6 separate regions of the Sus scrofa genome follow, and regions 2, 3, 4, 5 and 6 are each linked to region 1. Evidence: chromatin contacts called from public Hi-C, promoter capture Hi-C and targeted proximity ligation data. All regions are on one chromosome and are shown on one strand. The core of a region is the stretch at or near the end of the contact, and the rest is flanking DNA. Distances in the headings are between cores, read along the strand shown. Region 1 holds the start of SEC14L5 (SEC14-like protein 5). Region 2 holds the start of DNAJA3 (dnaJ homolog subfamily A member 3, mitochondrial). Region 3 holds the start of HMOX2 (heme oxygenase 2). Region 4 holds the start of CDIP1 (cell death inducing p53 target 1). Region 5 overlaps C3H16orf96. Region 6 holds the start of UBALD1 (UBA-like domain-containing protein 1).

Region 1 (4,840 bases), core at 720-3,219:
AGAGGCACCGGACACTGTTTCATTGACTTTGCACCACAACCCCACAGCATTGCCGTATCTTACCAGGGAGGGAGGCTCTGAGAGGCAGAGTGGTGGCCCCAAGAAGGAACCCCTCATCTACCTGTCTCCAGCTCCTGCCCCACAGTGTGCAGACCACTGAGCCAGGAGGCTGAGGGCTCAGGAGCCAATTCTGTGCCACCTAGTTAGTCTGAACCCTGAAAACAGCTGCTCCCAGGCCCTCCCTGCCCACTGGCATCCCCCCCTTTCCTGGTCTTAGCTTTCTTGGAAGAGAAGGAAGGGGAGCAGAGGGGAGGGGTGGGAGCAGAGGGAGGACACTGGGGGTGTTGTGGCTAAACTCTAGGTTCTGGAGCCACTGTCCACACCCCCTTGTGGATCCAGGCCTGGCTTTCCCTCTTCCTGGCCCCAGAACTTAAAGCCGTCCTTTCACCTGTCCAAGCTTCACTTTAGTGGAGGTAAAATGAGAATGAGAAGAGCTGCTGGAAATTACACGAAATAACATCTGTAAAGACTTAACGCCACAGACCCTCAGTGAATGGCTGCTGTCATCATCATTAGTATATATATAATAATAACTATTATTATTACACAAAATGACAGCAGTGGTTTGGCCCCTGACATGCTTGTTTTCTATTGAAGGGGACCGAGATAAGAGGACAGATAAGCTTCAACAAGGAAAGGAGGGAAAGACCTTGTGTTTTGGTCAGTGGGCAAGGGTTCCGGAAGTTGTGATGAAAGGTGGGACGGCCAGGCGAAGGGTCCTGGTTAGAGGCTGGACCCACCCAGTCAGTGGAGTAGCTCATTAATTCCTTCTGATCGGGGGGTTCAAGGGGGTCTCCCTCTTCTTACCATCAGAGCTGACCTCTGGTATCCCTCCACCCGTCACACAAGGGACCTCAGGGTCGGGGGTCACTCACCGCCATGACCAGCTCGAACGGGTACTTGTAGACGCGGACAGGAGACTGGTACTTCTGCACCATGTTCTTGCAGGACGACCAGCGAGAGCCACCCAGGCAGGAAGTGGGCACGGAGCCTGAGTGAGGGCGACTGGTGAGGCGGCAGCGCCCACCCTGTGAAGCAGGAGCCCTGCCCACTGCTCCCTAGCCAGGGGCAGGCCCACCCTTGGCGCCACCCACACATCTCCTCAAGTCAAGGGGGCCAGGGATCCCCAGATTACTTTGGGCCAGTCCCCAAACCCCTGTTCTGTCCGTTACCCTTGGCCCCCGACCACTCTCCCTCCTCAGGATTAATCGGTACACACAACGTTTGGGCCCCACCCCTTCATGCTGAGGGTCATGGAAAACCCAGTAAGTCCAAATGGAAACACATACATTCGCAGTTCTCACACTCCCACAATTCCTTCACCCACGCAGCCCACAGCCTGCCACCGACATCCGGAACACACAGTCCCCCCAAGATTCATTGCACCTGCCCTCCCATTTTCCTCCAAGACACATTAACATTCAGTCCTCACCAAATTTCACACGCACACACATGTACGACTGCCCTCCCACACGGGGCTGCCCTTGCAAACGCACTCAACTTTGCACACACACCCAGCTCCCCGGAGCACGCACCTACCCAACTCCAGGCTCTCATATAATTCTCCTGATGCGCACAGACGTTCACACACATGCACACACACCGATGTACACGCACACACGCACATCCCCCCCCACCCCCAGCCCTGCTCACCGTCGCCCTCGGAGTCTCCTGGGACACAGCCCCAGGGCAGTGCGGAGCTGAGCCCTCCAGGGTCCCCTGCGGCCGCCTGGCCCGAAGCTCAGAGCCTGGGACTGGGTGCAGCTGCGGTCGCTGAGCTGGGGGCGTCTGATCCTGCACACCCTGCGGCCGGGCGGGTCAGGGAGGGACTTAAGGGACGGGAGCTAGCCCTGCCGGGGCGGGAGCGCTCCAGGACCCAGGACAGCGGAGATCTTGGACTGGCTCCGCCCTCGTCCCCCCAGCCAACCCCTTTCCTCCGCCCCCGGCTCAGCCATGGCCCCGCCCAGATTTACCCCGCCCTGGGCAGGCCCCGCCCCAGCCTGGCCCCGCCTTGGACTGGCCCCATCCCAGTCTTAGTCCCGCCTTTTATTCTACACTTCCTTGTTTGACCACGCCCCGCCCCGCCCTTCCTCCCGTATGGCCCCGCCTCACGCAGGCCCCGCCTCCATAGGTCCCGCCCCTAAAGCACTCGCCTCGCGCGTGGCCCAGCCCCAGGAAGACCCCGCCCCCAGGCTGCGGCTCTAATCTAGCTCTGCCTCCAGGCGAACCCTTGCTTGTCCCGCCCCTCTATCCCAGTACAGTTCCCTAACTCGGGCCAACCCTCTCTCCTCCTGGACTCTGAGTCCGGTCCCTCCACTGGCCACGCCCCAGAACCCTCTCGGTTCTGCCCCGAGTAGCAGGCCTGTCGGTATCTGGTATCTTTCATTCACTTTGCAGTTGTTTACACATCGCTTAAGTGTTAGGACTTATCAAGTGCTGAAGAGTCATCAGTGAACAAAACAGGTAGAGTTTTGTGGAGTTTACATTCCAGTGGGGGAGACAGACATTCGATAAGTGAGCCAAATATATAGCATTATGTGAGATGGGGGAAAATGCCAAGGTGAAAAAAATAAACAGGGAAGGGATTCAAGGAGTGAAGGAGGTCCTGTTGTGGCTCAGCGGAAATGAACTGGGCTAGTACCCATAAGGATGCGGGTTCGATCCCTGGCCTCGCTCAGCGGGTTGATACGGCAGGGAGAGTGTGTACAGGGAGACAGATATATCATTACACTTGTGACAACCAATCCTTTTTCTTCCTTCCTAGCATTGTGTCACACTCTGCAATCACCTCCTTTATTCATCCATTCATTTATTTGTAGGTCTGTCCAAGGAGAGCGTGAGCTCCGCGAGAGCAGAGACTGTGTCTTGTCTGTCTTATTCATTTGCCCCACGGCAGCAGGGTCTTCCTGGGGATCTGGCAGCCGTAGATGCTCAGTGCGTTTTCTTGGCTAAAGGTTGTCCAGGGTAGAAATGGAGCACGCGATTCCTATCATTGCCACAAGGTGGCAGCAAAAGACCGTCAATGGCTCCTTCTTGGTTAAGGTTATCAAAGCTGGAAATGGAGCGCACGATTCCCATCCTTGCCACAAGGTGGCAGCAAAAGACTGTCAATGGCTCCTTCTTGGGTAAGGCTAAAAATAGAGTGCACGGCCCCCATCTTCGCCACACGGTAGCAGCAAAAGCCCGTCCACGGCTCCTTGGGTCTTCTAGAAGGGGAAATTGCTGGGCAAGGTAGGAGTAGAGGGAAGATCCGCTCTACTGTAGGTTCATCAGAGAAATTCCCAGGCTCCTCCCCGACGTCCGTGCAGGGCACCAAGTGCTCGTTCACACTGTTGGCGGTTGTGACAACACGAGAGGCTTGAGTTGACCCAAGATAATCAGAGCGGAATGTTTACACCTGAAAGGATCGGGAGGGGCAATCTGTTTTCTCGGGCACCATTTGAGAAGAGCCTGGGCACGTGCTTGTTCGCCAGCTCCTCACGTGGTTCTTTTAAACAGACGCGTCTGGCCGTGCTGGCTAGCAGATCTTGGAGGGCACTCCCGGGGATTCCTTAGGGAACCGAGGATGCTCGGAGGTGCGCTCCGGAGGGGGAGGTCGCTCCCGAGAGCTCCTCCTACATGTGGGCGTGGCCCCCGCCCCCGTTACTCTCTTCCACCCGGGCAGAATCTTCCCGGCCGCCCCCACGCGTGTGTCTTTTGCCCCCGAAGGTGACAGCTCGTGGGAGTAGGAGGCGGGGTGGGAGATGCAGGGAGCAGGGGAGTCAAGAAAAGCCACAAGCAGCATAGGAGATTGCGGGGAGGCTCCAGGTCTCCAGGCTACTCTCAGCGCCGCTCCGCCTCCGTCACCATCTGGTGAGTACATGAGGGGAGGGGGTGGTGGGAGGTGGGGAGTTCGGGGGTGGCCAGCTGCGTGGGTAGAGGTCCAGAGGGAAGTGAGAGCCTAGCTCCCTCCTCCTCCAGCCAATGGAAGCGAATTAGTAATCACACCACCTTCCACCTGCTTCCTCTTGCGAGTTCTCCTATCAATCACCCTACCATTTATTGAGCACTTATTTAGCACCTGTTGCATAGTTCTAAGGCTTTACACACCTTCACACATCTAATCCTCCAAAATGACTCCTGCAGTGATGAAATGTTTTGGCACGCCAAGAGGTGGCGGTTGCACAACACTGAATGCACTAAATGCCACCGAACAGCACACATGAAAATGGTTTATTTTATGTTATATAACTAGGCTTGAATTAAAACTAACCAAAAAAAAAACTTTTAAGGCAAAAACTTGTTACCCTTCAGATTAAAGATAAGGAAACTAAGGCACAGAGAGGTTGAGCAACTTGCCCTAGGTCGCACAGCTAATAAGGAACTCAAACCCAGGGCTTCTTCTCCCAGGGCTCTAGCTGAAGGACCTGGATGATGGGATTTTGCAGCCTGAACTGCAAAGATAGCCAGGCATCCTGGCTCAGGATTGAGGAGGTTCCAAAAGGGTGGTCTGATTTGACGGAACGCTGGGGTCATAAAGGTCAGAGGCAGGACCTTCGGTCTCTATCTGCTGCTGCCTACTTGCCCTACAGGAACTGAGCCAAAGCTGTGTTTTGGTAGGGTGGGTTTTGAAGACTCCAGCAATCACCGCACATCTTTGACTATCTCCCCGCAGTTCAACCCCTGCCACAGGAAATTCAACTATTAGTAATGCATTTCTTTGAGTAAAACGCTGCACCCAGTCCAAACACAGAGGCCCCCAGAAAGCATTGTGCAGGGACATGCCCTCAGTTGGAAAGCT
Region 2 (4,840 bases), core at 1,358-3,857, 480 kb after region 1:
AAGGCTAAAGTGACAGGAGAAAGAGCAGAAATCACCAGTAGGCTGGCGGCTACAGCTCCGATTCAACCCCTAGCCTGGGAACCTCCATATGCTGCGGGAGCAGCCCAAGAAATAGCAAAAAGACAAAAAAAAAAAAAAAAAAGTCAGCAAAACCTAAAAAGGTCTACTTTCACTCCTATTGAGAAATACAACATGACATCAAACCAGATAATCCTGAGGTCACCCGTGCAGATTATATTGCTCCATCCATGGGGAACTATTGGTGACAGGAACAGAATTAAAAAATGGGATCGCTTGACCAAAACCACATCCAATCTCTTTGTTCTCTGCTGTATCCCCAGTACCTAGAACAGTACCCAGCACACAACAAGTCCTCAATAAATACCTGCAAGTAAAAATTTTTCAAATAAGAAATGAGAGGCACCAAAGGATTAAAAAAATTCACGTGTGTGTGTGTCTGGCCCCAAAAGGATTAATTCACCCAGGTCAGTCTTTCAGTCTTTCTTGCACACACACACACACACGCGTGCTCTCTCACTCACACACACACACACACAACTTGAGTACTTTTGAGTAGTGTTCACCTTAGAAGGTAATCACATTACTGATACTTTAATGATTGCCTATTACGTAAGCATTACAAAATTGGATCTTCATTAAAAACCTTGTCAGGGCTCTTTAAATAATCATCTTCGTACGCTTACAGATAGTTTAAATTCTAGGGGACACAAACATCTAGCACAATTCAGGCACATATTTGGTTGTTAAATGTTTTCTCCTTCCTTCCTTATCTCACTGAAAGGAAGTCACCCAACACCCTCAGCAAGAAACTCTCAAGGATAAGTACTTAAAAAGCTTAATGTAGGAGTCCCCTGACGGGCTAGTGGGTTAAGGATCATATCTGCTGCCGGGGTATGAGTTCCATCCCTGGCCCGGGAACTTCCACATGCTGCGGCGACAGTCAAAATAAAAAAAAAAAAGGCTTACTATGTATTCATTCTACGTCACCTACAGCAACTAAGAAAGCAGCAGGTTTTGAAACAAGACTCAACCACTTTTTTTTTTTTTTTTTTTTTTTTTTTGTCTTCATGTCTTTTTTTCGGCCGCAAATGTGGCATATGGAGGTTCCCAGGCTAGGGGTCAAATCGAAGCTGTAGCCACCAGCCTACGCCAGAGCCACAGCAACGCGGCATCCGAGCCGCGTCTGCAACCTATACCACAGCTCACGGCAACGCAGGATCCTTAATTCACTGAGCGAGGCCAGGGACCGAACCCGCAATGGTTCTTAGTCGGATTCATTAACCACTGAGCCACGACGGGAACTCCAAGGCTCAACCACTTTATAGCTTTATGACATTCTATGAGTTAACATCTAAGCCTCAATTTCTTTATTTATAAAATAGAATAGGAGGGATCGGGAGCTTGGGCTTATCAGACACAACTTAGAATAAATTTACAAGGAGATCCTGCTGAATAGCATTGAGAACTTTGTCTAGATACTCATGTTGCAACAGAACAAATGGTGGGGGAAAAAATGTAATTGTAATGTATACATGTAAGGATAACCTGACCCCCTTGCTATACAGTGGGAAAATAAAAAAAAAATTATTAAAAAAAATTAAAAAAAAAATAATCACAGTGTCTATCAGATGGAAATGATCCGTGTCTGATAAATAGTAAGTGCTCGATAAATATTAGTTTGCATTTTTATCACAATAACCAACATATGGTCTTCTAAAAAAACACTAAGTGTGCCCTTCGATTTACACCATGTGGTAGAAAGCGTGTAAGCTATGTATGAAAGAACAACGCTGGGTTTGGGACAACTTTCCTTAACTACCTTTATGACCTTGGGCGGGTCAACTCCTCCGCTAGAACCTCGGTTTCCCGTTGTTTAAAATGGGGATGAGGATCCCCACCTCTTGCAGAATTGTTATTACCATCACGTGAGACCCAGCTAGCCCCAGAGCAGGTGCTCACCGAGTAAGCAGTTACCTCTTCCCTTCCGCTCCGGGCTAAAAGATGGAGGGATGGGAACGGAACTGGGCAGAAGACAAGCGGCAAGCTGGAAAGCCGCCTCCAGAAATGTTGACAGAGAGGTGAAGGTTCACCGCTACGGGACGTTTCATCTCCGCCGCCGGAGACTCCACGCAGCTGGGTAACCATTTGGGCCTCCTTCCCTCCTACGTGCCCATCTCCCCAAGCGACTCCGCAGGTAGTTCGGAAGACATGCTCCACACAGCTATCTCCATGGCCGGAGCGAAGCGAAGGACTTGGAGCCCCTCGAAGGTCTTGGAGCCCCTCGCTCGGTCGCTAGAGCCTGCCCTCACCTGTGAGGCTGACACCGGGTCTCAATGTCAGCAGCGCCCGGGCACCGCGAGCTCCGAGCGAAGACGCGAAAGCGGTGACGCTCAGATTCCGCCCGAGCGACGCCCCCACCGCACCCCCCAAGGGCGGCCGGGCCCCTCTCCTCGCTGCAGTCGGCAGCCACGGGGTCCCCACAGCCACCAGCAACAAGCGTGGGGAGCACCGCGCCGCCATCTTGGCCCGGGGACACTGCGCCTGCGCCGCCCGGCTCCTGGCTGCAGCGCCAGGACGACGCACGCGCGCAGCGCCGGTGCTTCCGGGGGCGGGGCCCGCTGCGCTCGCAAGAAGGAATACAAGTGTTGCGCGTGCGCGTCCGAAACCCATGCATTGTTTCCGTAGCCGACGCCGAAATGTGTATAAAAAGTGCTGTTAGGTAACTTGTCTCGAAGAGCCTCGTCATTCTGTACTGGACGATCAAGGCTGCACCTTTTCTGTTTAAGGACGTGGTTGAGTGTAGCCGAATGTAACTGGTCTGAGGGTTCCCGCAAGGGGCGGGACTACAAATCCCGGCGCGCAAAGGACCGTCAGTCCTGGAGATCCCATCATGCAATGCTCGGCTTCTTTCTTCTTGACCCTGAGACTTAGTTCAGCTTGCCGGGCCCTTAATCACCCGGAGTTCGCATGAGCTGCTGGAGTCTCTGCCTTACTCCCAAAGCCAGGCTTCGCGCTCACTTTTCCTCTGGCTGATTCCCCGGGAGCAGATCTTTGATCGCCCAACTCTCTGCCAAGCGCGTAATCTCTCCAAACCTGTAGAGACCTTGCGGATTGCGGAATGAGAGCCAAGCTACACAAAAACGAATTTTAAAACGTTCTGATCCCTTAGTGTCACGCACGTTCTAAAATGTTAGGGATAAAATGATGAACGACACACCATCCCTGCTTTGGAGGCGCACAAGATGAATAGAGGGACAGGCTCCTTAACAAATAAGAGTACATGATCAATAATATGGAAGGTATAGGGAGTTCCTGCTGTGGCACGGCAAGTCAAGGCTCCTGTGTTGTCTCTGTGGCAGCGGATTCCATCCCCGGTCTAGCGCGGTGGGTTAAGTTGTCGTAGCTGTGGGGAATTGCAGCTGCGGCTCAGTTTGGATTGCTGGCCTGGGAACTTCCATAAGTCATGGGTGCAGCCAAAAAAGGACAGTAGGGAGTTCCCCTTGTGGTGCAGCGAAATGAACCGGACTAGTATCCATGAGGACACAGGTTCCATCCCTGGCCTCGCTCAGTGGGTTAAGAATCAGGCATTGCGAGTGAGCTGTGGTGTAGGTTGCAGACGCTGCTTCTCGGATCCCACTTTGCTGTGGCTGTGGCATAGGCAGGCAGCTGTAGCTCTGATTCGACCCCGAGTGTGGGAACTTCCATATGCTGCGGCTGTGATAGCCAAAAAAAAAAAAAAGAAAGAAGGAAAGTAATAATATCAAAAGTATAAACAGTGTTATAGGCACCCAGGTGAGGGAGTTTCTCAAACAAGTCGGGGGCATTGGGGTGTCAGGGAAGGCATCTGAGAGGTAACATTGGAGTTGGACTTTGGTGAAAAGAGCATCAGGTAAAGACGGAGGGGCAGAGGATTCCAAGTAGCAAGAACTTCAAAAGCAGATTCTCTAAATCAAACATATTTAATTTAAAAAAGTATTTAAAAGCAGATGTCTGAAGGGCATTCCCATAGTGCCTCATCAGAAACGAATCCGGGGAGTTCCCGTCATGCCGAAGCAGAAACAAATCCAACTAGGAACCATGAAGTTGTGGATTTGGTCCCTGGCCTCGCTCAGTGGGTTAAGGATCCAGCATTGCCGTGAGTTGTGGTGTAGGTTGCAGACGCGGCTCTGATCCCGAGTTGCTGTGGCTCTGATGTAGGCCGGCAGCTACAGCTCCGATTCGACCCTAGCCTGGGAACCTCCATATGCCGTGGGTGTGGCCCTATAAAAGGCAAAAAAAAAAAAAAAAAGGAAGGGAACCTGAGGTCTCCTGGAAGGGTTTAAGACGATCTGTTCTCCTTGCTCCTGCCATCATCAAACCTGAAATTTTTGTGTATGTCGATGTTGGTCTGGGGAAAGAACCATAGCTGACATCAATCTAACTCTCCTCAGGCTCTGAGATTGAAAGAAGGTTAAAAAACCACTAGTCCAGTGACCAGTACAGTCACAAGTCTAGTTACAAGGCTGTTGTAAACTGCAAGGAATGTTGAGAGTTTGGGTTATGGAATGGAGAGGACGGAAGTGAGCAAGGGACATTCTAGGCAAAATGGGAAAAGCCATGGGGTTGGAAGTGGGGAAAAGAGTTTGTTTAGGAGGAAGTTCCTGTTGTGGCTCAGTGGAAACGAATCTGACTAGTATCCATGAGGACACAGGTTCGATCCCTGTCCTTGCTCAGTGGGTTGAGGATCCGGCATTGCTGTGAGCTGTGGTGTAGGTCACAGACAAGGTTTGGATCTGGCCTTGCTGTGGCTGTGGTGTAGGCCGGCCACTGCAGCTCCAGT
Region 3 (4,840 bases), core at 1,593-4,092, 430 kb after region 1:
TAAAATGTGTAATATGGGAGTTCCCTCGTGGCTCAGGAGATTAAGGATGCAGTGTTGTCACTGCCATGGCTCTGGTTACAGCTGTGGGGAGGGTTTGCTCCCTGGCCCAGGGAATTTCTGCATGCTGTGGGAGAGACCAAAAAAAAAAAAAAAAAGTGTAATATAATGGGGGACATCTTATGGACTGCATGGCAAATACATGAAGTCAATATGGAAAAGTAAACCACAGAATGAACAATATCACAGACCACCTCAGTGGTCACCAGAGTGAAATATCTTCCATATAAGAAAAAAAAATGGGAAGACTCCCCCCCCAGTATAAATAGGTAATTATATTAACTGTTCCAATTAAAGACAGCCCCACCACCACCACTTGCTGGCAAGAGTTAATTGGTAATGGCACTGCTGCTCAGCAGGGCCAAAATATCCTAAGGGATTATTCAGATTACCAGAAAAGACAGAGCTTTCATCTGACGATTTTCACACAAACAAACATGACAAATATAATAAATTAAAAAGCAAATAACCTTCACTGTGTTCAACACAAAAGGAGACGTGACCCAGATTTCTTAATTCTCCCCTTAAGTGCTATGAGAAAAAGAGATTGCATTAAACGTCTATTTATAACTTTTTAGTTAACTATGGCCAATAACACACAAGGAAGTAATTCATTGTTCCAATTTTTTATTTTTCTCTCCAAAGAGTTACAAGTTAAATTCTAAATTTTACACTGAAATATACAATCCCAATTTTCAAAAATATCTTTCTCCTAGAGCAGTGATACTTCAGTCTTTGGTGCAAATCTGACACAGAGCTCAACTGTCCTATGAAGAGAGTCAGTATTTTAAAATGAAACCAGGAGTTCCCATTGTGGCTCAGCAGTTAACAAACCTGACTAGTACCCATGAGGACATGGGTTCGATCCTGGCCTCACTCAGTGGGCTAAGGATCCAGCCTTGCCATGAGCTGTGGTGTAGGTCGCAGACGCAGCTCAGGTCCCAAGTTGCTGTGGCTGTGGTGTAGGCCAGCAACTCTAACTCAAATTCAACCCCTAGCCTAGGAACTTCCACATGCCACGGATGCCGCCCTAAAAACGACAAAAGACAAAAAAATAATAATGATAAATAAAATGAAACAAAAAAAATCAAGGTAGCCCAAAGGCCGCAGATGTCTGTCCAGTTTTGCTTTTCAACAGACTCAACAACGGGTGAGCCAAAAGCAATGAATATTTTACTTTCTGTAACTCATCTTCTCGGCACTGTCATTTTCTAAAGCAGTTCATACTCCTGACTCTGGTGACTGACAGGATCTCACCTTACTGGTCCAGGCAAAGGAAAAACGGAAATCAAGTCAGACAATGGGGAAGACACACGTTTTTCCTCTTCTCATCCCCAGGCAAATGAGGTCACTCAATGAGTATGTTTCCAAGGTCCCTCCAATTCTCATACCCTCACCAGTGACTGGCCTTAGATACTGTATTCAAAAACTTTTTCCAAGTTCACCCAGTAAACTTGTAAATGCCCAACTGAACTGTGAGCTCCTGCTAAGTATATGATGTTTTGTCCTGTGATGTTTCTTTAAAAAACAAAAACAAAAAACTAATGAATAAAGCACAGATTTACTCATTTATATTCTTTATACATCTCAGAAAAACTAAAAATTTTAATAGGGCAGTTAAAATTAAAAAAAAAAAAAAAACCCACCCCGGTTAATGCCATAACAGAAACTCAAAAATATAAAAGCAGTAAGCTCCTGTTTCCTACTACTTGGGAGGACAGTGTAGCAGGAGGGGAAGACAATTTAATCCATTTCCAATCTCTACAACTCTACTTAGGAAAGAGCATGGGATCTGGGGACAGATGACCAGGTACAAACCATCTGTGCCATCTTCTTGGTTGGGAAATGCAGCTCGAGGCTGTCAACCTGAGACTCGTCATTAACCCCACGTTACAAGTGGGAAAATCATCAACTCACAGGGCTTTGTGAGGGGCTGAGGGAGAGGACTTCCTGAACCCGAGCGCACTAGACGATGTGTACCCTTTCTCAGTCACGCTCCGCTGTGGGTGCTTCTAAGAGCCACGAATACAACACAATAAGCACGAACAGCCCCAGCCACCGTTCCTCGGAATCAATTTCAACGGCATGACAAGGACAGGCCTTGTGCAAAGACTGAGCAAGGCGACCCTGGCAGCTTTTACGTGGCAATCAGTACACACCTAGGCACTGCGATTATGAGGCGACAGGTAGACTTCCCGCCAGACCAACCCACCGGCTGCCCCTGACGTTGGTCTCTCGCTATCTGGCGGCCGCAGGTCCCTCGGGAAGTCGTGACAGGGACTCAAAGGGCCCTCGGAACGAGGTGAGTCAGGAGGAGTAAGGGCAGAGCCCGGGCCCAACAGCTCGACGCCGGCCCAGGTCCGGGTCCTCGCCCGACCAAGGTGGACGGACGTGCCGGCTGGCAGATACCGGCTGCGAGCCCCGCTGGGGACGCCAAGTCCGCCCGCGACCCGGGGGTCAGCTCCCCCGGGGCACTTGTGACGCCGGCGGGGGGTGGGCTCAACGGGGACCAGCGCGAACGGGCGGTTCAGGCCTCCCCGGGCCTCCGCAACCATGTCTGGGAAGCGGGGTCCCCCCCGCCCCGTTCCCGGCCTGCCCTTGCTCCCTCAGGTGGGCGGCGGGACGTGGCCGGCCCTGCCCAGCTCCCGAGGGCCCAGGCCTGCCAGGCCCTCCGAGGAGTCGGAAGGAAGACCGCGCAGACCGCAGACACTCACCGGCCGCGGGGCCGCCTCGCAGTCAGCCTGCACCGCGTCCGCGCGTCGGTCGGCGACTCCCTCGGGCGCCGCAGCGGAGCGCGCGGCCCGACGTGCGCACGCGCGGAGGCGGGACCTGCGGAGGACACGCCCCTGCGGCGGGCGCGGGGCTGCGCTCCCCGGCCCCTCCGCGCTCCGCCCCGCTACGGAAGTCCGACCGCCGGGGAGTGAAAACTCGGCTTGGTAGGAGGGGTGTTTATGAGGACGCTCTGTGCTTAGCGCTTTTCTTGCTCCGTGTCGCCACCGCTTCAGGCTCATCGCGTTGGGCTCCACCTGCCCCTTCTGTTCGAGCCACACTGGTTTCCAGTCATTTCCGTAACCATCCACCTGGCTGCAGCTTGAAAGACTGGTTTTGTCCGGTATTGGCAAAGGTGTGGGGAACGAACAGTAATTCTTGGAATTATTGTGGAAGGGGGAAACTGTCTGGAAAGATGTGTTAAAACTTGGAATAGGTATTCTCTTTGATCCAGTGCTTCCACTTAGGGGTAGCTGTTCTAGACAAGCACTAGAAGCCAAAGAGACACCAACAAGGACGTTCATTGCAACACCATTTCAATGACAACCTTCAAACAACCTAAATATCTGACCATCAAAAGGGGATGGGATGGAGTTGACAGAGGCACATCCTTTCAATAAAGTTGTGCCAGTCAAAAGGAAGGGTGAGAAGTTCCCTTGTGGCGCAACTGGCCGGCTATTGCTGCAGCTTGTGGCACAGGTTGCTGAGCCACAATGGGAACTCCTATAGTCGGTTTCTTAACCTACTGTGCCACAGTGGGAACTCCTCACAATGTAATCTTTCCATACATATATTTAGGCACGTAAATGCATCCAAAAGGGAAATTTTACACACTAGAATGATAGAGGGATGTCGGGGTCACTTGTGCTATATCTGTACAATTTAAATTTTTTATAAGAATGAATAAATGAGTCACGCATTATTTGGCTATCAAAATCAAATGTAAAAGAATGAATTTCTTTTTTTTTTTTACACACTGTACTGCACCTTGCCCCCAACACACACATCAAATTGGTTTAAACCAAGTGACACTGATTGAAGGAGGGGTTGCCTCAAGAGGTCAAATGAGATAATGTGGGGCTAAGTCTGTGCCTGACACATAGGAGGAGCCCAGGAAAGGCTTCCCACTGTTATCATCACTTGTACATGTCACTGGGCTGGGTAACAAGTGTTTTGCAGCAAGTCCTTGTCAGATATAAAATCCCACAAGAAATGCTGAGTCACGGCTGAGCATATGCCAGTCCGTAGCCAAATCGCTTCCCTCAGGCTTTTGGGGACCATCAGTTTGCTGGGGCTTCAAGAAACAAGAACTTCACCCAGGCTGCCCGTCTGCCTGCCCACTTTGGGACAGCTCCCTGGCACCAGCATCACTGACCAGAAGCCTGGGGAAGATATCTGTTCCTTGTCACTCACGGCCTGCACTGATTTCCAGTCTTAACGTTTAGCAAGGCCAAAGGGCACTGGAGTCACTCTGGTCCCAGTGTGGCCCTGGGATGCTACTCCCAATTAAACCTGGAGGCCAAGGACAGTCAGCTTCATGGGTTTGTGATCAGAGCAGTCATACTGGGTCCCAAACCCTGGGCCTTGGGCTTGAAATTCTTGCTAATATTTTAAAATAAGGAGCCCTGGGAGTTCTTGCTATGATGCAATGCGATCCACGCATCTTGGAGCACTGGGACTCAAGTTCCATCCCTGGTGCCTGGAATAGTGAGTTAAGGATCCAGCGTTGCAGCAGCTGCAGCTTAAGTCGCAGCTATAGCTCAGATCTGATCCAGTCCCTGGCCTGGGAACTCCATATGCTTCCAGATGGCTGAAAAAGAAAAAAAAAAAAAAATCAATCAATAAAATAAGGAGCCCTGCATTTTCTTTTTGCACTGGGCCTTGTTATTGCAACTGGTTCCACCGGGGATCTTCTTGTTTGGATTTATTTCTTTATAGTAGAGGCCTCAGACCATTGAGTTTTGTGGTTTAAGCCATGCAGTGGAAGGGAAAACCTTATCTTTTATCAGAATAA
Region 4 (4,840 bases), core at 1,288-3,787, 370 kb after region 1:
AGTGCCCAGGCTAGGGGTCAAATCGGAGCTGTGGCTGCCAGCCTACACCACAGCCACAGCAACATGGGATCTGAGCTGCATCTGTAACCTATACCACAGCTTATGGCAAAGCCGGATTTTTAACCCACTGAGCAAACCCACATCCTCATGGATACTAGTCAGAATCATTTCCACTACACCACAACAGGAACTCCAACAGAAACTTTCAAAATTACATATATGCTGGTCTCCCAGCTTCCTAATTGCTTCTCTTGATTTAAGCACACTCCACACAGCAATCAGAATGATTCCTTAAGGAGTTCTCTTGTGGTATAGTAGGTTAAGGATCCAGCATTATCACTGCAGTGGCTCAGATCGCTGCGGTGACATGTGTTTGAGCCCTGACCTGGGAACTTCCACATTCCTTGGGTGTGGGGAAAAAAAAAAAGATTCTTTAAAATGTCAAATGAGGAGTTCCCCTGTGGTACAGTGCATTAAGGATCCAGTGTTGCGCAGGTCACAGCTGTGGCTTTAATCTGATCCCTGGCCCAGGAACTTCCATATGCCATGGGTGGAACAAAAAAAAAATTTTTTTAAACTTATTAAATGTCAAATGAATCATATACAGTTGTGTTTCATTATTAGTGGTAGTTATGGTCTATAAAATCGCTGCAACTTCTCAGCCATAAAAAAGAATGAAATAATGCCACTGCAACAATATGAATAACCTAGAGATTATCATATGTGAAGTAAGCCAGAAAGACCAATACTATATGCTATGACTTAAAATTATACAAATGAATTTATTTACAAAACAGAAACAGACTTACAGACAGAAAACTCACAGATTCATGGTTACCAAAGGGGAAAAGGGATAGGGGAGGTAAACTAGAAGTTTGAGATTAGCAGTTACAAACTACTATATATAAAAAAGATAAACAACAAAGTCCTACTGTATAGCACAGGGAACGAGATTCAATATCCTATAATAAACCACAATGGAAAAGAATATAAAAAGAAAAAATACATATATCTGAATCACTCTGCCCTACACCAAAAACTAACACAACCACTGTAAATCAACTATACTTCAATTTTTTTTTTTTTTTTTTTTTTTGTCTTTTTGCTATTTCTTTGGGCTGCCCCCACGGCATATGGAGGTTCCCAGGCTAGGGGTCGAATCGGAGCCGCAGGCCCCGGCCTACGCCAGAGCCACAGCAACGCAGGATGCGAGCCGCGTCTGCAACCTACACCACAGCTCACGGCAATGCCGGATCCTTAACCCACTGAGCAAGGGCAGGGACCGAACCCGAAACCTCATGGTTCCTAGTGGATTCGTTAACCACTGCGCCACGACGGGAACTCCTATACTTCAACTTTTAAAAAGAAATCGCTGCAAACACTGAATTAGTGAATACTGAACCACTGCTCCCAGGCGAAGTGCAGGGTAAGGTTCCTGCCACCCAGTGATCACATTTGCATCAGCTCATTAACATATATCCATGTTTTGAGTGTTTCTGTTTAAAAACACCCTATCTCATATACCTTATTTCTTCAGTAACATAGAACTCAAGGCCCAGAGCACTATAACTCGTGCCTGAACAGTTTATCCAACACAGGTATTTTCTGTGTAAAGCACATCACGGCCTTCTTGCCCTCAGGAACACGGACCAGAGCTTCAGTGCCATGTTTGAGGGCCATATGAAACAGCAAAACCAACCAAAAGCACAAAAATACGAAAAGCATGGCACTAAAAATACCTCCTCACTCGCTAACAGTATGAGAGCTGGAAAGCGAAGGCAGAGTGTTATCTTATTTAAGCTCAGCTTGGACTCTCCACCGCAGGCAACTAAAACCCTTCCCATCTGGCCATGTCCACATAACTCACGGCGCCTAAAACCCAGTAAATACTGGTGGAATAAATGAGCAAATACGCGTGGAAGGAAAGTGCGCCTTGCTCCGATGTGCCGGGTGCCAGAGGGCCGCCCCCCTTATCTTCCCGTCACTCCCGCACGCGAACAGAAGACCCCAGGCCCTCCCACGTGCCTCGCCGGACTCGAAGCGCTTCTGCTCCCTGACGTCACCAGAGCTACTCACGTGCCGCCTCGAGGCTCCGCCCCTTCGCATACCTCACCGCCCGGCCCCTCGCCATGACGACACCGGCCTCGGCCCTTCTCCAAAGCCTACCCGCCTCCATCTGACAGACGCGCAACCGCCAACTGCGGAGGCCGTTCTTGCTGCTGGTGCCGCGGCCACGGTGCCACGAAGACGGTGAGTCGCCGCCGCCGTTCTAGACGGCTTCTCGCGGAGCCCACGGGAGGGAGAGACGGGTGCTCGCGGTCCTCGCGGCGAGGGGGGGTCGACGTAGGACCGTTGGGTGGGGGGGCCCTCCCCGCCCCCGCCCGCGGCGCCCGCGCGGTGCACGCCGGGCCCTGTGGTCCACTTGGCCCGTAGAACGAGTCTCGGGCTCCGGGAGGGACTACATCTCCCAGAGGCCTTTGGGCGGGCGGGGGTCGGCGTGCGCGCAAAGCCCTGCGAGGCTGAGGGTCTCGTCCTCCGAGCTCCTGTACCGCGTCTCTGTCGGCGTTCTCTTGGTCCGGGGCTCCCGGCCTCTCGAGGTAAAGGGATCCGGGGGCGGCGCAGCGGGCAGGTCACCTCCTCCCAGGACTCCGATGCGATCCATAGCGGCCATAGGGTTTTGACGTCGTACTGTCGCTGGGTTGACCATACGCGGGGCTGCGGTGACAGCTTAGCCAGGCCCGGGCGGGCGCCGGGATCGGTGTCCCAGAGGCTGCTGGCCGGCTCCTCCGGCGGTCCTGCTTATCACACCTCCCACATCCTCTGCACAAAAGATTGGGCAAACACCATTTTTGGTTTTCCAAGGGGGCTGTTTCCTCGAGGAGAGGGCCTTGGGAGGAGGGTCCCGGCGACAGAGAAGCTCCATGGTGACCTTGGCAGGCCCGAGGGGCCCCGCGTGGCTCTCCCTCCCCCGCCCGCGCCGGCTTGGCTACATCTGTCAAATTCTGCACTCTCGGCCTCACACGCCGGCGGCGTCAGGGATGGAGGCAGTGACCTGGCCTAGCTTTGGGCCCAGCCTCATGCCCTCGAGGACCTTGGTGTGGCTGAACTCTCGGCGTCATGCGAGCCGGGGTTGGGCATTTGGTTTGTGTAAGGGGATGCGTGTTTCTGTTTTCCCTCTACATGTTCCCAGGAGGCCCCTCAACAGGTGTCAGGTAAGGAGCAAGCCTCTGTTTCTCCACTGCGGGCCCAAGATCTGCATCAGTCACTGGGGCCTTTGTTAAAAGGACACCCACTCCCAGAGGTTCAGATGTAGTGGTTACAGGATGTGCCCCAGGCTCTATTTAATAAGTTCCCCAGACAATTCTCAGGCACATTAGGGCTTGAGAACCTTTGTGTTGGAATGAGGAGGTTGGAGGGCCTGGGGCCTAGCGTACCTGTTCTGTCTGTATCCTGTGGGCTGCTGGCAGGGCAGTGTCTGGCATGTGTGACCTCTCCCCTTGGTGCTTTGTTTCTTCCCTCAGGGCTCACCTAAGAGCTGATGGGGAGAGGCATGCCAGCTTGGCCTTGCCCCCTGCTTGACGCTGAATTATGAAAACTTTCAAACATACGGGAAAGTTGAAGAAGTATTAGAGCAAATGCCCATAGACCACCACCTAGAATGCCCAACAGTTACTGTACTTCATCAGCAATCTTTTTTTTTTTTTTTTTTTTTTTTGCTATTTCTTGGACCGCTTCCATGGCATATGGAGGTTCCCAGGCTAGGGGTCGAATCGGAGCTGTAGCGGCCGGCCTACGCCAGAGCCACAGCAACGCAGGATCCGAGCCGCATCTGCAACCTACACTACAGCTCACGGCAATGCCGGATCATTAACCCACTGAGCAGGGGCAGGGACCGAACCCGAAACCTCATGGTTCCTAGTCGGATTCGTTAACCACTGCGCCATGATGGGAACTCCTTCATCAGCAATCTTAACCATCCAGCAGTCCATCCTGCGTTTCTGTTTATGTGTCAAAGTAAGTCGCAGATATGTCTGTCGCCCTCCCAAACAGTTAAACGTGCGTTTACTTCTAAGTTGAGTCTTAGAATTCTTGGTTTTTTTGTTTTTTTTTTTCCACTAACAGAAGCCTTGGGTATTTGAAAGTCTTTCTCTCTCCCATCCCTGAGGAGCTTGGAAGTTTGGAGATTTTTCCATAGGCTGGGCCTCTGGAACCAGGAAAGAGAGTTACATGTCCTCTTACAAAGATTTGAAAACAGCAGGCTCTTAGGCTCTTAACCTTAAAAGCAGAAACGTGGATTGTGTGACATAGAATAATACCTCAGAGAACAAAACTATTTTGGGGGGAGCGAAGGGAATGTGTCCCAGAGGCCAGGTGGCCCCACAGGTCACCGTGGCAGAATCGACGTCAGTGATCAGCCTGCGTGCCGTTTCTGCCCTTTATGCTGTTAAGCTCGCCGGGTTTGAACCTGCTGGTTCGATGTGTTTTCTAAAGCTCCTGGGGTGCAGGGCTGCGTAGCCCAGTTCACAAGCTCTGAGTCCTTTGGCCCAGGTCCTTTGCTCTGTAGCCGCAGACGCCAGCCCCTAACCCTGTTTGTGGTCTTGAGAGAGAAAAGAGACAGGTCCTGGGAAAATTTGTCTTCTCTTTCAGAAACACTCTTCAAAGGGCGTGGATGTATTTTTACTCACATGGCACAAAGGGGAGCGTGGTCGTTAAAGTCGTGGCGTCTTATACCAATGTCTCTGCCCTGACAGGGAGGATGGCACTTGTGCCAGTGAGAAGGCAGCATGCAGCAGGAGCTCTTAGTGGGGAGGAGAGCTGGGCTGGTAGTGGTGGCATGAGA
Region 5 (4,840 bases), core at 644-3,143, 340 kb after region 1:
CAGAGGCAGAGACCGGAGCGAGGCATCTACAAGCCAAGGACAGCGCAGCTCCCAGAAGCTGGAAGAGGCAGGAAGGGCCCTCTCCCAGAGCCTTCAGACAGACCAGGCCCTGCCAGCACCTTGACTGGGGGCACTGAGCCTGCAGAACTGTGAGAGAGTACAAGGCTCCAGTCTTGAGCCTCTGCGGTCATCTGTTACAGTGGCCACAGGAAACTGGCGCACCCAGTAAGTCGCAGAATCGGGATTGAGACCCAGGCCTATGTAACCACAGCAGGCTGATGCCTCTGCCCAAGTCCGTCTCCTCCTTGTTCAAATGGCAGTAATCCCACTCCTGTCCAAGGATGAAGAGGGGCCTGGACCCGACGTCTTCCTGGAAGAGCAGGCACTGGATACACATCAGCTATCTCAGTCCTCTCCTGCACCGAGCCAGAGCCCGGGACACAACAGTCTGTGCCAAGAACGGCTTTGCCTCTGGCTTATCAAAGACACCTGTCCATTTGCAAAGGGAAAATAATGCTTTCACCTCATCTGAGTCACTAAGAAAGAGCTCTGTCCTCACTCTCCTGTGTGTTCGTCGTGGGAAACACCCCGGGAGAAGTGCTCTAAGAGGACGGAAATGTTTCCATCCTGACTGGGTGGTGCTGACGTGGCTGTACAAAGAGGCGAAAATGAATCGAGCTCTGATGCTTCAGGCCTCGGCATTTTCCTGAGTGTCATTTATTCTTTGATTAAAACCCAACAAACACTCCCTGCACTCCCCTGCAAAAAACAGAAGGGCCCAGGCGGCGTCCGTCTTGTTGACTGCTGTTTCCTCGGGCCCTGGAAGGGTGCCTGGGGCAGTGAAGGCTCCACAACACTGGCTGAATGGCTCAGGGAATGAATGGGGATTTCTCTGGCCACCTGTCAGGCCCAGGACATTCTTTCCTGGCATCCAGGTAAAGCAGGGGCAGCGGCGCTTCCCCACCGGCCCCGATGCTGTGACAGAACCAGAGCAGAGGCACCTGCCCTCTCTCCTTCCTCCACTGGAAGGGCTCCTCAGGGCTGCTGGTCTCCTGCAGCCTGGGTTCGTTTGAGAACCATCCAAGGCAACATGTGGAAGATAAAGCCCCATTCCAGATCCTTCCAGGGTTCACTCCTACAAGGCATTTGTGCTCGCTGGCACACGGGGGAGGAAGGAAGTCTGGACAAAGGCTGACTTGATCCATTTGGCCTCTTGGGCCAAACTCCTCTTGAGTTTCTCTGAGCGAGTGACAGCTCCTTGGAGGCAGATCCTGTGTCCCCCCAGGCAGGGCGGGACATGGGGCTGGACGCTCAGCAGACGTGCTGAACAAATGGGCTCCGGTCTCCATCCAGGAAGGACACCAGTAGGTCCCTGGGACACGGCAGCTCCACAAGGGCTGGGAGTTAGCAGGAGGCACTGCAGTTCCTGATGCTGGTACTCACACAGGTCTGCCCAGGACAGGGCGTCCTGCACTCCCGCCGCCCAGATGCTCCCAGGCCTCCCCACTGCAGCTGGGAAGCGGTGCCCCTCTGACAAGCTCTTCTCCATCCAAGTTGCCCTGCAGGCACAAGCCTGATGACCCTGTGTGACCTCAGGAGGGGGAGCGCTGCCCTCCCCTTTCGCTTCCCACATCTAGCCCACTCCGCCAATAGCCCCCAGCTTGGAATCTGAAGCCCCCCATGGGACCCCCTCAGGTGGGTCTGTTTGGAATTTTGTCTCTTTAAAACCTGGGGGAAAAGTCATCTCCTCCTACTGACCCTTTCTGCAAAGGTCTGGGATGTCCTGGGGTGGTCAGGCCAGGGTTACGGGGCCGGGGCTGTGAGCCCACGGGAGGCAGTGTCCGGTACAGGAAGCCCTGGGAGGTGCTGTGCAGCCGTCCTCGTGTTTCTAGTCTCTGCTGCCCCCACAAGGCCCCGCTGACTAAGACCTCAGAAACGAGCTGCTTCAGGGAAAAGCCATGCCCGTGACAGTTGGCACAAGAAATCCTCTTATTCCTGCACTGACTCAGTCCGCACATTTTGAGCCTTCACTTTACACAGGCGCTCTTCTGGGGTGGGTGACCCAAGCAAGGCAGATCCTGGTCAGGCCGTCGGGTTTATGCGGGGGTGCGGGTGGGGATTTGCTCATTTTTTACGGAAGCATAGTTTATGCACAGTAAAATACCAGCACCGTGTCCCTGGCTGCCCTCCTTCGGGGCGTCTGTGAAACGTCTGGAGAGAGTGACTGTCCTGCTGAGGAGTCCTCCCTCCTCCCAGCTGCCCGTCCTGGTCTCCCCAACCCCCGAACCTTTAACTCATCCAGGTGGGTCTGGAGCTTGTCCACTGCCCTGTCCAGCACCACGTGGTGGTCCTTGATCATTTCGATTTGGTGGCCCCAAATCCTCTCAAGTTCTTCCTCCTACAAAGGGAAACAGACATCCAAGGTCTGAGGTCCCCATGGCTGGGAAGGGACTTGAAGGGACCAGAGGGTGTGTTCCCAGCCTGCCAGCCAACAGCTACCTAAGACCAGGCAGCCGCCCACCACTGGCACCCCAGCACCAGCCAGAGCAGATCTGCCTCCCCAGGGTGGCAGCTGCCTTCTGAGCCCCACTCCCTCCCCAGGCCTCCTTTCAGCTCCAAGACTGATGCCTTGTCCGGGAGGGCAGGACCTCTACCTGGCTCTGGGCACGAAGTCTACATCACCTAAAGCCATCACCTTCTCAAATGCCTTTTCTGCCCAGGACACTGACCCTCATCCTGGATTTCTGGAGGATGCCAATCTTCTCCTGCAGTACGTCTACTGTTGTCCCAAGCTTGGAAGAGGCTCCCATATTAGCTGAAAGCAAAGAAGGGGGTGGGTGGCAGGGATGCAGAAGATGCTTCGTCTAGAGCTCTACCTGCTTCCTGTATGGGATACCTCAGGCAGTACTGGAGGTCTTTAAGATCATCTAAAATTTTCCAGTGGCCACAGTTTTTTTTTTCTTTCTATGGCCGCACCTGCGGCATATGGAAGTTCCCCAGGTTAGGGATGGAATTGGAACTGCAGCTGCCCGCCTGCGCCGTAACCACAGCAATGCCAGATCCAAGTTGCATCTGCCACCTACACTGCAGCTGACATCAAGGCTGGATCCTTAACCCACTGAGCAAGGACAGGGATGGAAGCCGCACCCTCATTGATACTAGTTAGGGTCATTACTGCTAAGCCACAATGGGAACTTCTGTGGCTTTGAGTTTTATATTTCTTTGTTTTCTTTTTTTAGGGCCGCATCTGCAGCATATGGAAGTTCCAGATCCAAACACCAAATCTGAGCTGCATCTGCGACCTACACTGAAGCTTGCAGCAATACCACATCCTGAGCCCACCGAGTGAGCCCAGGGATAGAATCTGATCCTCTTGGATACTCGTTGGGTTTTTAATCTGCTAAGCCACAAGGAGAACTCCACGTTTCATATTTAAATGAATGATGATCAGAACCTTAACTGTGCCACAGTATTCACTGATATTAAGATGGATCTTTCTCTTTTTTTGGCCATACCCATGGCACAGGGAAGTTCCCAGGCCAGGGACTGAACCTGAGCCATAGCAACAGTAGTGACCCAAGCCGCTGCAGTGACAACACTGGATCCTTAACCTTAGCCACGAGGGAGCACCAGTGTGGATCTTTTTAGCTGCTCAAAGTTTCACTTTTTCAAGATTTGTGGAAGGGCACTGCCCATCAGAGGCGGCATCACATATGGACTTGACTTAGCGTAATTCAACTGTTATACTTGGCAGAAAGCAAAAAGCAAGATAAAGGTTCAAAGAGAGGAGGACAGTGGGTCTCAAAGTGGTTTCCCTGAGCCAAAAGCAGCCAAGCAGCATCCTCTGGAAACGATGAGGAAGGGAAACTCTGGTGCCCCACCCAGATCAACAGTTCAAAAACTGCAGGGCTGGGCCCAGCCACCTGTGCCTTACCAAGCCCTGAGGGATACATGCGGAGAACCACGGGAGAGAGCCATGCCTCTTTCCACTCCCCACAGTGAACAAATGCCCGTGAGGGGCATGAAATGGTCCTACTGCCCTCAAACACCACTGTGGTCTTTAAGGACATGTTTGCCCAGCTGTTCCTCGTCCCAGCCTGACCCCTTCCTCTGGAGTCTGTTCAGTGCTGCTAGACATTCTGCTGGTTCTGGACTTACTGAAACACTGTGCAGAAATACTGTTTTATGGGCTGCTGAAAGGGAATTTCCAAGGGTAATTCTGACTTCAGATTTTCTGCCTTAAGCACCGACCTTAGACCCTGACCACCCTCTTCTCTAGGACCTCGCTGTACACTCACTGTAAAAGGACACACTAGTAAGAGTTTAATGCTTAAGCCAAAGGAATGAATGGCTAAAGGTTAACTGGACACTTCGTTGGGAAAGGTAAACCAAGGAGAGGAGATGCTTCTCAAAGGCCACGGGGAGGGCCCTGAGCCCTTGTCACCCTTCCGGGAGCCAGGCCAGGCCTACCTAGGTAAGTCATGCGCTGCTCTAGGCTGGCTGACAGCTGGGCAAGCTCTCCTTTCAGGGAGTCGTGTCTAACGGGCATCCAGGCCATGTGGTTCATGGAGGACCTGACGGCCTTCTTCTTGTCTTCGGGGGTTGTGGCCTGTTTGGCAGCCAGCATGGCCTGGGACAGGGCCATGCCGGGTGGAGACAACGAAGGGGAGAGGATTTCCTCATAGTCCATCTCTCGCAGGTCTTCCGGCTCACCGTCATCGGTGAAGGCCACAGAGCTGGAGGCCCCGCGGGGGGACCCTGTGCCCTGGATGTCTCCCGGGACCCCTGAGGGCCCGGATGTGGCCGTGGATGTTGCTATGGTGGGCAATTTGGTGGTAGG
Region 6 (4,840 bases), core at 1,272-3,771, 310 kb after region 1:
GGGCCCAGACCTCAAGGCCCCTCCGTCAGCCAGCATCTGGTCCTTGGAGTCATAAAGACAGACCCACTTCATGGCTTCCTAGTTAGGAGTCCTTCAAGTCTAGACTTCACGAGCCTCCTGAGGGAGCAGGATTGCTGCTGATGCATTCCTGTCTTCCCAGACCCAGTGGATGCCTGATAAACACATCCGTGGAGTGACTGAAGGAATGCAGGGCTCTGGGCCCTCCAACTCTGGCAAGGTCCTCAATCTCCCTGGACTTCAGATAAGATGAAGGCACTGCCCCAAATGCCTTTTATCCCTCCCTTCCCCCATCTACTGACCCCGACTGTCAGGCCCCATCCAAGCCTGTTAAGAAATCCAAAGTCCACCCTCTAGCCAGGCTGATCCTGGCTGCAAACAAGCTTGTTTTTCATTCCCTGCTGCCCTTGGAAAAACAAGCTGGCTGGGGGGCCGTAGGGGCGAGAGGGCGGACCTTCGCTCCTACTACCCCACTGCCCCACCCCAGGCAGCTGGCTGGCCTGGAAGAGCTCCTTCTGGGCTGGGCAGGTCTAGGCAGGCACCTGAGCGAAGGTACTCCCTCTCTCGCTAAGCAAGAAAAGCCCCCAGTGGGTCCTGCCAGGGCAGTGCCCATCCTCCTTTGCCAGAAACACACCTGCTGCTCACTGGGCGCCTGCTCTCCTCCACGGGCTCTGAACACTGTCAAGAGTGTAAAGAGGTTTGGATTCCAACCTCGGTTTCCTCATCTGTAAAATGGGGCTTGGGTCCCCTAGAGCAGTCCGGGTGGAGGCAAAGAAATGGTGCTCCGAGCACCAAGCCCATGCCAAGCACCTCACTGGCATTAATCTGCCAGAGCAGTCCTGGGAGAGCTCTGAGCTCTTACCTTGGGTTTCACAAATGAGGAAACTGAAGCTTAGAGCCGGAGGACCATGTCCTAACATCAGAATCATTAAGTGGCAGAGTCGAGACTGACACTTAGGTCTGTCTGGCTCCAGAGCCTGCTCACCTTCCACCATGCCTTACTGTCCCAGTGGTAAGGATGTAGCAGTAACTACATTTAGAGCCGCCTACCCCCGTGCTGTGCCAAGTGCTTTGGCTGCATTAAGTCATGTATGATGTTTTGTAAAGGTGAAAGGCCATTCTTTTTTTTTTTTTTTTTGTCTTTTGTCTTTTTAGGGCTGCACCTGTGGCATATGGCGGTTCCCAGGCTAGGGGTCCAATCAGAGCTGCAGCTGTCGGCCTACACCACAGCTCACAGCAACACCAGATCCTTAATCCACTGAACAAAGAGGTGGGCTCCAGCCCCCCCTCACACCCCCCCATACCAGTGCCCAAGCCCCCATAACTTGGGATATTTCAGGTCTAGTCCACTAGTCCCCCACAATGGCCCTCCCACCAGCCAAAGATAACCCTCCCTGGAAGAGTTCAGGGACCCACGAAGCGCTCTTCAGAGAGCACTGCAAGTCCTCCTTCCATGCACCTGCCCCCGGGTGGGACAGTGCTTTTGTTCAATCCAATTCTGCAACAAGGCCCTGAGCAGAGACGGACTGCCCTGGAACCAGACACACCCAGGACATCACCTGAACTGGAATGGACCTCCCCCCCACATCTGGTCTCCACAATGTTCAGACACAGTGACCCTAATGCGGACACTGGATCAGATCTATTGAAGGCCCTCTATGGCTGGCCTTTAACCCACCACCTCCAGGGCCTGTGCCGGTTTCCTTCCTGAGGGCACCGCCCAAGCTTTCTACATCTGCCCTTGGAATTTTTTTTTTTTTTTTTTTTTTTGGCCAAGCCCACAGCGAGTGGAAGTTCCTGGACTAGGGGGATCCCCTGCCACAGCAGTAATACGAGCCACAGTGGTGATAACGCCAGCTCCTTAACCCGCTGCACCACAAGAGAACACCTGTCCCTGGGAATTTTGACGCATGCCCCCACCCCTGCCCCCAGCCCACCCTTTTTTAGAGTTTGTTCTCTGTACCTGGGACCAGGCACAGAGTAAGGACCCAATAAATAGCTTCTCGTCTAATGAAACTGGGGCCAGGGAGCGAGAGGAATCTGGATAAGGTCATTCTGGGCGGAGGTGACTGAGCCTTCCACCCCTCCCGCCAGTTCCGAATCCGCCAGGCACCCCGCACACCAGATCTGAGACGTCAACCGGAAGACGAGCGTGCGGAGCTGTAAACACAGCCCGCAACACCCCACCCCCGAGCGCTCTTCAACCCCGCCCCCGCCATCCACGTGACGTGCCCCCGCCCGCCCCCGCCGCTGCCTCATTGGGCGGCCAGCTTTGTTTACCTTATATGGCCAGGTCCTAACACCGCGCGACCGCCCATTGGCTAAGGTGCGGCCTCACTCACTTGACGTCACTCAGGACTGAAGATGCAAATAAACCGAGGCATTCTGGGAATTGGAGTTCAGGGCCATCCCGGAACTGGCTCCGCGCGGTCCTGGCGCCCGCAGTCTGAAAGCCGAGATTTCCGGCAAAGCGCACGAGATTTTGCGTGGGAAAGTGGGAACCTTGAGCGGAGAGTACCCCTAGGCCGCCCTCCCTTCCTCAGCCGTACATCGAGCCTACTGTGAGCCTGGTTGAGCGCCAGGCCGGGGAGGGACCCGCGTCGCGAGTGGGCGAGGCGAGCTTGGACTCTGTGCTGGGGAGACTCGGAAGGCTTTCTGGAGGCTGTGACTTTAGGCAGAACTCTGAAGGGCAGATTCATTCAGTCACTGAACGGGTATTTATATAAGCGCCCACTGTGTGCCAGGCCTTCTGGGTCTTACGGCCCTAGTGCTGCCGATTTGTACCAAAATCCCAACTTCTCCCCCCACCCCACTGCCCAATAGTGCGCCCGCTCGACACAGAGGGCTGCCAACCACCCTGGGGGTCGGGATCCTCGGGTCCTAGCCAATATCCTGCGACCCGCGTTTGCGCCCATGCAGTCTGGAGTCCTCGCCTCCGGACCCCTCCTCAGTGTCGGGGATGGGGCGCGGGGCCCCCAGAGCTGCGTGCTCGTCCTGGTCCTGTACGCAAAAGGCGCCCAATGTTCAGACACACCCTCGGGCCGGCCCGGCCTGCAGCTCCCGTCCGGGCGAGGCGGAAGCGGCGCGGGACTACATCTCCCAGCATGCCCCCCGCGGCCCGGAGTGAGGCGAGGCTCGGTGAGTCAGAGCCGCACAGTAAATATTTGTATTAGCCGGAGCCGGCTCGCTAATGGTGGACGCGTGAGGCGGAGGAGCGCGCGGCGGCTGGAGGCCGGAGCGGGCAGGCGGCGGCGGCGGCGGCGCCATGTCCGTGAACATGGACGAGCTCAAGCACCAGGTCATGATCAACCAGTTCGTGCTGACGGCGGGCTGCGCAGCCGACCAGGCGAAGCAGCTGCTGCAGGCGGCCCACTGGCAGTTTGAGGTGCGCGGCCGGGCCGGGGCGCGGGTGTCCGTCCCCCGTGGCGGCGCGTGCTGCGGGGTGTGTGCGGGCCGGTGTGGACACGTGCGGCTGTGCCGGGGCCGGGCCCGCGCACTCGGCCCGGTGTTCCGGCGGTCGCGCGCCCCGGCGTCCGGGCCCCAGCGCGCACACGCGGCGTGTGGGTCAGGCCCGGCTGCGCGGCCGTGTCTACGCGGCCCCCGGAAACGCAGCCCGCTCCGGGTGGGCGGGAGGGGCAGCCTGGCTCCTAATCCCCGCCCCCCCATTCCCCGGCGGCCGGGTTACGGGGATCCCCCCGCCCCGCGTTTTGTTCTGGTAATGGCCAAGGCGAGGCGGCGCCGAGGCCCCGACGGACAGTTGGGCGGGCGGCAGGAAGAAGGACGCCCCAGCACTGGCCTGAGCCGGGCCCTCGCCGCCCCCACCTTGGATATGGGAGCCCCGAGCCCGCGGGCGCAGCTGCCCGCCGTGTGTGGGTCTGACGGTCTGTGTGTTGGATGGGCAGCCCGGTGCCGCGTGTCCACGTACATGTGCATTTGTATTTACGCACGCGCCACGCTACGTGTGGGCACGTGTAAACACGCAGTCCACCCGGGGCACGGGTGCGGGTGGGGGGGGAGGGTGTGTTCCGTGTACACACTGGTCGCCGTTTTGCAAACGGTGCTTACGCATGTGCACACGAGTGTACAGGTGGTGTGTCGGAGCGCACACTACAGCTACGGGACGGCATTTGTGTGCCCTGCTTCAGAGGCTTGTCCAGGTTCCCTTCTCTGTGCTGGCTAGTGACTCTACCATGGCATCGTGTACACGGTTCAGTAGTTTTCAGCCAGCTGGGCAGGAGGTGGGGCTGCCCCAGCTTGGCCCCCACCTCCCCAGGCCTCTTGGACCCACAGAACACTAGTGCCCAGGGCTTGTGTTGCCAGGAGGCCACCTGGCCTTCCCTAAGTCAGCCGGCCCAGAAATAACTCAGGACGGTATCTAGGGATGAGGCCAGAGCCCCTTGAGCTCCGCCCCTCACAGGTGTAAGGTCAAAGCCCCAGCCACCCTGTAGAGTCTTGTGCCCAGTCCAGGCTTAGGAGCCCAGGCTCTAGATGGGGACCCAGCTCAGAGAAGGTATTTGGGCGGGAGGAGGGACAGGAAGCCAGAGGACTCTGGAGTTCAGCTTTCTGGGCCCGGGATGGGGATCAGGATTCTAGCCTGAAGGTTGGGACACTCTGTGGAGTTAGCGGCCTGTCCACCCAGAGGAGTCTTGCTCACTTTCCTACCAGAGAGCTCAGGGGGACGGCTGACCCCTGCATGGTCCTCTCATCCCAAGATGGAAGGCTGCCCTATCTCTGCACACGTCCCAGCCTCTGGCCTGAGTTTCCTCCGCTGTGTCTGGGGCGGTGTGAGTTGACCTCTAAGGAGTGAAAGGCCAGTACCCCC

What was found. Promoter capture Hi-C pulls out the DNA fragments that hold promoters and counts their contacts. Hi-C and Micro-C count contacts between places; a contact is called where the count stands out from the background.
Region 2: a Hi-C map of retroperitoneal adipose tissue shows a contact between it and region 1, with 2.4 times the contacts expected there. A contact is called at or near these places in 3 of 5 promoter capture datasets (fetal liver, fetal skeletal muscle and liver), 7 of 47 Hi-C or Micro-C datasets (alveolar macrophages, embryonic fibroblasts, heart right ventricle and 4 more) and 1 of 2 datasets of targeted methods (skeletal muscle).
Region 3: a contact with region 1 is called in a promoter capture Hi-C map of fetal liver, with 3 times the contacts expected there. A contact is called at or near these places in 3 of 5 promoter capture datasets (fetal liver, fetal skeletal muscle and liver), 1 of 47 Hi-C or Micro-C datasets (skeletal muscle) and 1 of 2 datasets of targeted methods (alveolar macrophages).
Region 4: a contact with region 1 is called in a promoter capture Hi-C map of liver, with 7 times the contacts expected there. A contact is called at or near these places in 3 of 5 promoter capture datasets (fetal liver and liver), 3 of 47 Hi-C or Micro-C datasets (embryonic fibroblasts and liver) and 1 of 2 datasets of targeted methods (skeletal muscle).
Region 5: a contact with region 1 is called in a Hi-C map of retroperitoneal adipose tissue, with 2.3 times the contacts expected there. A contact is called at or near these places in 1 of 5 promoter capture datasets (fetal skeletal muscle), 7 of 47 Hi-C or Micro-C datasets (embryonic fibroblasts, fetal heart ventricle, mesenteric adipose tissue and 4 more) and 1 of 2 datasets of targeted methods (skeletal muscle).
Region 6: a targeted proximity ligation map of skeletal muscle shows a contact between it and region 1, with 3 times the contacts expected there. A contact is called at or near these places in 2 of 5 promoter capture datasets (fetal liver and liver), 8 of 47 Hi-C or Micro-C datasets (embryonic fibroblasts, heart right ventricle, liver and 2 more) and 2 of 2 datasets of targeted methods (alveolar macrophages and skeletal muscle).

What each region holds. Positions count from the first base shown.
Region 1 is chr3:37,441,159-37,445,998 of Sscrofa11.1, forward strand. SEC14L5 (SEC14-like protein 5) reads right to left here and starts at 1,970. Exons shown (of 16, transcript XM_003124623.4): 1 at 1,714-1,970; 2 at 936-1,051. The coding sequence starts at 998.
Region 2 is chr3:37,916,534-37,921,373 of Sscrofa11.1, forward strand. DNAJA3 (dnaJ homolog subfamily A member 3, mitochondrial) reads right to left here and starts at 2,608. Exons shown (of 11, transcript XM_003354626.4): 1 at 2,331-2,608. The coding sequence starts at 2,541.
Region 3 is chr3:37,865,290-37,870,129 of Sscrofa11.1, forward strand. HMOX2 (heme oxygenase 2) reads right to left here and starts at 2,843. Exons shown (of 6, transcript NM_001244412.1): 1 at 2,772-2,843.
Region 4 is chr3:37,813,189-37,818,028 of Sscrofa11.1, forward strand. It overlaps CDIP1 (cell death inducing p53 target 1), which reads left to right and starts at 2,538. Exons shown (of 6, transcript NM_001244099.1): 1 at 2,538-2,597.
Region 5 is chr3:37,785,303-37,790,142 of Sscrofa11.1, forward strand. C3H16orf96 reads right to left here. Exons shown (of 15, transcript XM_021086691.1): 5 at 4,471-4,840; 6 at 2,730-2,815; 7 at 2,288-2,398. Among named protein-coding and RNA genes, the nearest start is that of C3H16orf96, 14 kb to the right of the region's middle.
Region 6 is chr3:37,750,741-37,755,580 of Sscrofa11.1, forward strand. It overlaps UBALD1 (UBA-like domain-containing protein 1), which reads left to right and starts at 2,522. Exons shown (of 3, transcript XM_021086690.1): 1 at 2,522-3,403. The coding sequence starts at 3,284.